Regions from separate parts of the Mus musculus genome. Here region 2 is linked to region 1. Evidence: chromatin contacts called from public promoter capture Hi-C data. All regions are on one chromosome and are shown on one strand. The core of a region is the stretch at or near the end of the contact, and the rest is flanking DNA. Distances in the headings are between cores, read along the strand shown. Region 1 overlaps Camk2d (calcium/calmodulin-dependent protein kinase II, delta). Region 2 holds the start of Tifa (TRAF-interacting protein with forkhead-associated domain).

Region 1 (4,660 bases), core at 1,073-3,572:
GATAATTCTATCTATGGTGCTCTTGGCCAGTTCCTGCGTACAGACAGAAATAGAGTATTCAGAGGAAAAGAAAAGAAGTTCTTCCTGGGATAGGGCCGGGTGAAACAGTGACTGCCTCTTTAGGTCTCCAAATTGCAAAGCCTCCTCATTCACCTCTCAAGAATAAGGTCTTTTGCATGCTGCTTCTGGGTAGAGAGGTGTGTGATCTCATGGGCTCACCACAGAGGCCTCCACAGAGATCCTGTCAGCTGTTGACAGCCCCTTACCTGGCTTTAGCTCTTGTCACTAGTCTTGTCTGTTGGCCCTCTCTGCTCTGTCCCACAGACTAGTAAGAATGTACTTACCAAAACAAACTGTTTCTTTCTCTATTTTGTTCTCACTCAGGAGCCCCAAACTACTGTAATCCACAACCCTGACGGAAACAAGGTATTCAGAGAGAAGCAACCCCATTTGCTCTGATAAGATTACACAACTCACCAAATGCCCTGTGCAAAACCCAGTCATTATCTCAAGTGGGGAAGGAAAAAAAATGGCCATCTTTTCACCACATGCTCTTTAAGGCCTAATTCTTCTAGAATTATCTATAGACTTCTTTCAGATCAAAATGAATGATACCCTGAGAGAGAGAGAGAAAGAGAGAGAGAGATCAATGATCCCTTAGTATATTAAAAAAAAAAAAGAGTAAGAGTCTGTGTAAACACTTGCAAAGTCTTTGTGTTGAGATGACCGTGTATCTTAAGCTACTCCGTGTGCTCCTTTTAATTCTCCATGTCTGTTTGTGCGTTATACAATAAACATATACAGCACGAAATTTCAGAATTTCTTGCTATCATCCTCCTCATCTTCAAACATAACAAGTGTGTAGGTATATTTTTTTTTCTAAAACACATTGTTGCTTTTCAGCTTTTCCATTGTCCTCTGTTGTCACAGTGGTTTTGTTGTTGTTTCTGGTTGCTTGTTTTTCAATTCCCTGTTATTGATGATATCGCTGGTGGTGTTGCTGTTTGCAGTGAATTTGAAGAGAATCGGGGAGTTCCACTTTTTGTTAAATATGTTTGCTGTCAATCTATATGAATTACAGTAACATACATTTGAGTAAGTTGCTGAATGAAGACTAATGTGCTCTACCTGTTGTAAGTTATATGTATACTGTGTTCATACCAACACTCACATGTCTGAAGGATAAAAGGAGATATGCTCTCTATATATTCTATGTCTAGCTTATAACTTGGTATACATTCATTTTCATATTTAAGGGAGGAAAATGCATCAGATAAGATACTGATTAAGTCACAGGTCTTTTCCTTACTCTAATCATTAACGTTGAAGGATCAGGAAATATATTTCATCTCTGGATCAATATTTAGTTGACCCATGTTGAAAATGTGAAGTGTTTTGTGTCGTCATCTGGTGTGTACATTAGTGTCATGACACTGGAGATGTTCTAGGTCCCCAAAAGATTTGAGGTAGTCAGGACCAGCACATATGAGAATAATCCCATTAATGGCACTATCAAATGAAAGACCAGGCATAGCAGCTGGTGTGGACACTGCCGTAATTGTAAGGGTTGCTGCATGCTATTTATTGCTTATATGAATTCATTTTCTTTAAGTGCATGGGATTAACCTTCATTTTGAGATTAAGTCTGAATGCTACATCACATTAAAGAAATGCATGGGTGTTTTTCCCCCTTTGGTTTTGTATGTGTGGAGACTCTGGACATTAGCTAGTTTATCTCTTTGGTTTAAATATTATATATGGTATATATGCATATAAATAGATGGCTTTCTAAAAATACCAAATCTATAAATGGACACTGACTGGAATTTTTTTTAAACTATCCTCCAAACCCTGTTTTCCATTCACTGAACATACAGCTATTAACTGGAAGGTTGGTCCCAGTTATTTTCAGCTCTGGCCTTTAATCATTCCAAGTGGAAAATGAGTACTTACAAATACTACAACATATCTTTACTAGAAAGCGTTTCATTACTGAAGTGTAATAAAAGCCTTTATGAAGCTCCTGTAGGAAGTGTCTCCCCTCCAGCAGTAGCAGTACACTTGTGAATGTGCTTGCTACTCCCCACCTTCATTTGCAGACTCTCAATGATCTTTTGTCTTTTCCTTGTGGGAAGAGATTTTGTAACCCGTTCTGAGTTAAGAAAGAATGAAAAAAAAAAAAGAATGAATGAATGAAAATAAGTCTAACTGACCTTGAAAACATACTATGCCTTACGATCTCAGTGTCCTAAAGATAAACCTGAAACTTTGTGACAGCTGTGCTCAGCCTGGCTCAGCTGGATAGTCCCAGCTTCTGATGAAATGAGCGCCCTTTCTCCACACAGGTGCAGGGTAGACAAATAGCAAATTCTATACTCAACACAGTGCCCAATGCAAAAACTTGCTACTTTTGAGGTTCATTAGGGAAAGAAAAAAAAAACATGTATTTTAAATTTAAAATTTATTCTGCTGAAATATTCCACTTCTCCTAAAAACACACTGTATGAGGCACTGTAATGTGAACTCATGCAATTCATCTTCAAATAAACTACATACTTCTTCTGCTTCTACAAATCACCTGGATTTATCCTGCATCCGTGACTAGGCAACCAGAGTGCTCCCTTTGAAATGTTTGCAGCATATGACATCTTGTTTCTGTTGAAAGTCACTTGACATATGTGTCCATTTGCATGTCGGCATATGCACACAGCCTGCTGAAGAAGTTTGCATGATCTGTATGCATCACCAGCCAAGTTTGTCATAAGAGCTAGCTCTCTGTTTTGTGAAGCTTAAAGCTGTGTTTCCCTCTGCACAGGAGTCAACTGAGAGCTCAAACACCACCATTGAGGATGAAGACGTGAAAGGTAGGCTTGAGGCAAAGAGTGGGAAAGCCCTAATTCACAGAGCCACATCCATCACAGCAAAGCTTGTTCACTTTAAACTAGGAAGAAGATTTATCCCAAAAGAAATTCTTTTTTGTTTTGTTTTATGAATACATTATTCTGGATAATGAATCACTCTGTGAATATGTCAGCTTTTTCACATTTCATGTGATTTAAATTTAAACATGTGTTCTGTGCAAGCATATTGTTGACATTGCAGCTAACGACTGATTTTAAACATGTCAGTCAAAAGTTGAATAAAATATATATACATTTTATATATATCATTAAAGCTTGTATAGAAAACTGTATTCAAGATTATATTCTGAAGAAGTGTTATGAAAATATTCTAATAATTTTTAACGGTCTCCATTGAATATCAATGGAGCTTTATGATTTTGGGAGCTTTTTGGCTTGGGTTTCATAGACTTTCTTAATATAGCTTTGACATCCATTTCATTTTGTTTGCCAAAGCTATCAAGCTATTGAAATCACAGAACCACCGCACAAACATGCTCAATATGTACTTCAGGTTTACTCTACTTCCTCTGACCACATAGTTGGTTTTGAAGTGTTAATTTTGCTCCATTTTCTTGTGCAGTTTTGTGTTCTTGCTGTAGCTCAGTATGTATAGCTTCCTCTTTGCTTGGGTAGAATATATTCTGAAATATTATTATAATAATAAAGATATTTAAAATAAACATTTAAAGGAGGGTAAAATATATTTGAAGAATTGAAAAAATGTGATTCATCCATTAGCTAAATCTTAACTGGGAAGTACCTTTTGTAAAAATGTCACTAAATTCTATAATTCTTTAGGTAGCGTTAATGAAATAGTCTCGAAAAACATATGAACTTGTGTTATAGAATAAATAACCAGTAAGTAGATCTCAGGTCCAGGAGGAAGATGGACAATTTAGGAAATGAAAATGGCTGCAGGCCACAGTTGGCAGTCACCTCTGCTGCTCCTTTTCTTCTTGGTTAAGTAGAGCACTGGCACTGTTCAGGCATACTCTCTGTATTACTAGGGCACTTCCCTACTTCTCTTAAAGAAAGACACTCATTGTTTCTTAGAGTGCAAATGTAGAGATCAGTGTCAAGGCTACGATTAAGTCTACGCCTCCCATTTTTGCTGAGTCATTGATATTACGTAAAAAACATATGTGTTAACCAAATAAACAGATGCACCATTTAGCTTTGCCAGTGATTCAGGAAGGATCATCTTGTGAATGTTTTAGCATTAGCTCTTCAGTTAAATAAAATGTTGCACATGGTTTTGATACCAGCTTAGGTAAGTGTTTGGTGGACACTCCCAGAGAGAGTCTAGGTCATTGTGCACCAGAACAAAGAGCTGAGCCAAGGCTGATGCAGCTGAAGTAAAGACCATTTATTTGAGAGAGAGAGACAGACAGACAGACAGACAGACAGAGACAGAGACTTCCAGCAGAGGAATTAGGCCAGGGGAGAGAGAGCTCAGAGCAGGAGTAGCCTGGCTTCATGGAGGATGGAGATGTTGTATGTTATGGAATGTGATCTTTCTGTCCCTATTGCATTGCCTGATTTTTTTTCACACATTCTCTGTTGCATGTAGTTCTATATACAGCTTCATGTATTCCATATTATAATGAACCATGGGCCACTTTAAACACTGTAAAACTCTTCCTATGAGTGGCAGGGTTCTGCTGGCCTCAGCTAAGGGTATCCTGCCCTCCTCTTTGCCAGCTACTGTTTTTCTCATATGTTATTTTTTTTTTTTTTCAGTCTTTGCTGAGGCCTAC
Region 2 (4,660 bases), core at 863-3,362, 980 kb after region 1:
AGAAGAAGAAGAAGAAGAAGAAGAAGAAGAAAAATCTGAAGTAACTTTGTGAAATAATCTCATTTAAAAACTGCTTTCACACACTCTAGGCCTAGATAAGATTGTAGAGAGGCTAGAAGCTTTCAGGACAAGGCCTAAGTTACAGACTGAGGCAGTAAGCCTCCAAATGACAATTGAACGGGAGAATAGAAGGTATTTTCATAGAAAAAAAAAACCTGCTTTCACTGGTCTCATAGGAATGGACAACAATAAGGTATAATTAAAAAAGACAGCCCAATTTAGGAACGAGAGGCTTAAGACCATTTATTTCCTGCATGTCTTCTGGGGGCTTCAGAAGCCTCCACAAACTGAAGTTACAGAAACAAGAGGGCACATTTCTGTTTGGCTTTTGCCCAAGTCGAGGCTTCAGGCTACTCATTCTGGACCTTCTGTCTTTGTCCAGAAGTGTAGCCAGCGGAGATTACTGGAGCGATACTGTAGCTATCTGAACTGAGATAAGCCAAGGCCAGTAACTGCAGCGCCAGCCAAGTATCCCTCAGGCCTGGAAGCAGAGGAACTCTCTCTCAGGTGCACACTCCTGCCTGATTCTTGCTGATCACATGCTCATCTTCGGTTTTAAGATCCATTATTTTTTAACTAGTTGTCAGGGTCAAGCAATTGTGACCGAGATTAGATTCTAATGTGGACCTGCATGCTTACTTAGAGTCTCTTTGGGATCAATCATGCCTGACAGTTCTGGAAAATAAAGAGCATGCCCTCTAGCATCCTGAATTTTAACCTGTATCTTCTGTCAGTGTTGTTAATAGCCCCTACTTAAATATTAATAGTATAAAGTGAAGGTTTCTATGTTATTTCTCTACTTGTGTTAATGCACTTTGACCATGTCCATCACTTTATTACTCCCTTATTCGTCACATTTTTTTCACATGTTCTTCAACTCAGCTTTGAAGATTAAAGAGTTCAGATGGAGCACAATCATGACGCTAGGATTCACAGGAGGCAGAAGGGTCTTGACTTGGAAGCTAGCCTGAGCTACATGACAAAACCTTGTCTAAAAAGAAAACCGTTAACAAGAAAGAGATCTGAGAGCAGAAACTCCGATTTTTATGTTACTTTATTGCCTGGGTTTATTTGGCACAATCACTTGGCAATGTCTTATCTTGTACCTGCTTTGATACAGCTCAATCGAAAGAAGATTCCGTGGCTGTCTCTTCTTCCAAGAAGGAATAATAAACGTTGATCATTAACCAACGAAATTACATCCCTTACTGGAATCTGCCTCACTTAAATGTACTTAAGTCCTTTCCCAGCCGAGGCTTCCCAGCAGAATTGGGGGGGGGGGGGAGGCCCTCCAGTAGACTGACAACAGTGCAGAAGCCACATCATTTTATTGTCCCAGAAAAAGACCTACCTCCCCTGACATTAAGGACAGAGTCCAGACAAATAAACAGTTTCCATGGAAAGACTGTGGGAATTGCTATTCAGGTTCCCAAGCAGAGGGGACGACGGAACGGACAACTAGAACATCCTTGGCAACTTCTACAGTCACTCTGGTTCTCTTCGCTCTGCTCTCCATCGCTCTTCTCCCTAAATAGAAGCCCTCTCCTACCTCTCTCCACAGCTGCCTTCTGTATTTCCATCCCAACCTCCTTGAACTTCGGAAATTAGTGTCCGGGTATCCAGTCGGTCCTCTGAAAGACCCTCACGAGGCTGTTGCCCCTGTCACCACTCAGCACTAGGTGTTGGGCGAAGAAAGGTTGGTTAGCCGGAAGTGACAGGTGAGGAGGCTTCTGGACGGCTTGTGCGCAGGGTGGCAGCATCCCGAGGAAGGTTCCAATCCTGTCTGGCTGGACTCTCATCCGCTCCCCACGCCTCGGGTTGAGCAGAGAGTAGCCACTGCCTCCCAAGGCCCGAGATCAGGCGCACATTCTTAGGGTCCCCAACGAGTCCTCCAACTGCCTGCTGGTCCACCACCCCACAGCAGCTCTTAATCTGGAACCGACCCAGTTCCTTTCTTCTCAAAGCCCAGCTCCCGGGTCACATGCCATCTAGAGCTGCCTCTTGTTGGAGAAGGTGCGGTCGCCCCGGGTGCCCGGCGACTCAAACCCGGTCAGTCAGGAGACCTCAGAGAGGCGACAGGGGGCAGGGCTTCCTGTGGAAAAGGGCTGGACGGCGGCGGCAGCCTCTTGCCTGGCTCTGCGGGGCTTTCCTCCCGGCAAGGGCTTTGCCGAGGTCACTCGCGCGAGGCCGCTCTTGGCGCGCCCGTGGGAGGCTCGGTGGCGTGGGAGGACCAGCGACCTGCGGATTCCTCGAGCTCCCACGGCGCTGGCAGCGACGGTCCCCCACCCCCACCCCTATCCCCAGGCTTCCACCAGAAGGCTCCGCAAGACTCACGGACCTCCAAGTCCCCAGGTACCTATTGGTCACCTGTTTAGCTTGAGAGTGGGGGACTGTCGCTTGCCTGCTTCTCTCTCTCTCTCTCTCTCTCTCTCTCTCTCTCTCTCTCCCTCCCTCCCTCCCTCCCTCCCTCTCCCTCTCCCTCGCTCTCGCTCTCTCTCTCCTTGGCTTGGTTTACAGGCAGTCTTGCACTATATACTAAGGAAAGGTTGAAAAAATATATAGCCAGCGCGATCTTAAGCTTATGAAATACGTGATCTTTATAAAATAAGGGAGGAACCGAACAATACTGGGGGAGGGGAGCGGTGTGTGTGTATGTCTTTCCTCTCCTATTCTTGCAAACTTTTCATCCAATCGGAAACTAGAAGGATGCCGCTTGTGCATTCTGGCTCACTAGCCGACATCCCGGTCCCCCGCCGTCACATGCTGTTATTGAACTTGGGAAATATCCCAGTCCGGAGTGCACAAGCCTCTTCCAGACCCACCTCCCGGCCGTAGCCGGGTCACAGGAAAGCCCAGCGTCGTTGTGATCCGGGATTTTCCAATTTTCCCAGAGGATTCGCATCCGGTTGCTGGGAGAGGCTCCGTGGGGGGTCCGCGGCCAGGGAGGGGAGTGGGGCCGGGGTGGGGATAAGAAGTGGAGGGTGGGCAGAGCGAGAATCGCCAACGCTGGAAAGCGCTGAGCTTGCCTGACGCTCTCCTCTCCGTACTTGGTTGCCCCCACTCTCTCTGAAAGATTGGGAACCAGAAAGGCTGCTGAGTCGGCAGTGCAGGTCTGCTTTGGTGTAAAATTCGCGGACAAATGTCTTCTAAGACACCCGGTGGGGCCATGGCAACTGAGGGAGTTGGGCAAGAGAGTAAAATTATCTTTTGTTTCTTCCAAGTTTCTCTTCCCCTTCTGCCAGCTCGGTGTCGGGTGTTTGTCAAGAAGAGAAGCTTTTTTGCAAAAATAAAAACTCCCTTCTTGTAATCACAATCGCTAGCATATCGACTCAGAGGAACCTCCATTTACAGCAAATTCTAAAAACGTGAGAAACCTTGATGGCATGCGTGACCCCTACCCAGGGGAGCCGTGCAAACTTCCCTTTAAACCGTTTGGACACCTGGCTCATTTTAGTAAAAACATCTCTGCGTAGCTTCTCATCTGTGGTATTTGCAACCAATCAGCCTTGTGCAAAAACAAAGCCCGGTAGTCCTTCACTGGTTTCACAGGACACAGGGGTCAGTTAGGAGCAGCTTGTCCCGCGTGCGCAGCTGGGTTGTCAGTGCTGCGGTGTACCTAACACACCGACACAGACCCCTCTTTTTTCTCCCAGGAGAGGAGACAAGGCTCAGGAGTCCTGATCTAGCTGTGGCCACTGGAAGACTCTCAGGTGAGTGTGTGCATCTTGGTATCCAGCACGCAAAGGGTTAAGCCTGGAGAGTTGGGGGGGGGGGGGTTGGAGGAATTGTGTGTGTGTGTGTGTGTGTGTGTGTGTGTGTGTGTGTGTGTGTAGGGGGGGGTGAAGAGCCATGCCTTTGGCTCCTGTCTGTAGCTTTTCATTTCCTCTCTTTCCTTGTTCTATAATAGTTTCTTTGTTAACCGATTATTACTGTTCCCCAGATGTTCATGTTTGACAACTTTGTGATGTCAGATAACAGAGTAATATACTGTGTAACACACGCATTGCCAAATGATACTTTACTATCGCTAATTCTATTTTATTCCACAAAAATATGATGGCTTATGGGTTTTGTAAAGAAAAAAAAATTGTTAGATATTTGAACAGATCTTCCTGTACCTGGTGTGCCCTGAGAAATCTCTCTTCTCCTGGCCCTTTGGTTCCCCTTCCCAAGACAAACATGGTTACTACTGCAGTCTGTTGGCCTTCTGTGTATTTGGTATTTAAAACTAGCAGAATTAAAAAAACTTTTGTTGAGCCTCTACACACCAGTGGCTTAAAAACCAACCAAACAAACAAACAAAAAACAACTACTACTCTTAAATTTGTTATGTTAATTATTCATTTCTGTTTTTCTACTGAATACTGAAGTGCCAAGGGTTCAAGCTACTTTGTAGAAGGTCCTTGGGCCTCTGGAAGTTAACAGATTAGTTATCTGCCTTCTCCACTCTCCAACCAACCAGCAGACTTGCCAGTGAATGGTAGGCCTGTGCTCCTATGCAGGAGTAAGGGTGATCAGCTTTTGCAGCAAGCCAATGCTTTGGTTCACATCCTCTTATGAGGCAGTGCAGGCAGCCACACTTCCCTCCTTAACAGTGGTG

The links. Promoter capture Hi-C pulls out the DNA fragments that hold promoters and counts their contacts.
Region 2: a promoter capture Hi-C map of pre-B cells shows a contact between it and region 1, with 4 times the contacts expected there. The contact joins the promoter of Tifa here to the enhancer-like site in region 1. A contact is called at or near these places in 2 of 39 promoter capture datasets (the C10 cell line and pre-B cells), 1 of 484 Hi-C or Micro-C datasets (pre-B cells) and 3 of 115 datasets of contacts at active chromatin or transcription factors (bone marrow-derived macrophages, large pre-B cells and pancreatic cancer cells).

The regions. Positions count from the first base shown.
Region 1 is chr3:126,807,824-126,812,483 of GRCm38.p6, forward strand. Camk2d (calcium/calmodulin-dependent protein kinase II, delta) reads left to right here. Exons shown (of 21, transcript NM_001346635.1): 15 at 385-426; 16 at 2,816-2,864. Among named protein-coding and RNA genes, the nearest start is that of Gm15551, 140 kb to the left of the region's middle. Within about 2 kb of position 2,323, at least 26 of the 459 cell types and tissues checked have an H3K27ac peak or open chromatin away from gene starts, as enhancers often do. A contact at or near this core is called in pre-B cells, where this site is marked.
Region 2 is chr3:127,787,760-127,792,419 of GRCm38.p6, forward strand. Tifa (TRAF-interacting protein with forkhead-associated domain) reads left to right here and starts at 2,113. Exons shown (of 3, transcript NM_145133.4): 1 at 2,113-2,412; 2 at 3,714-3,770.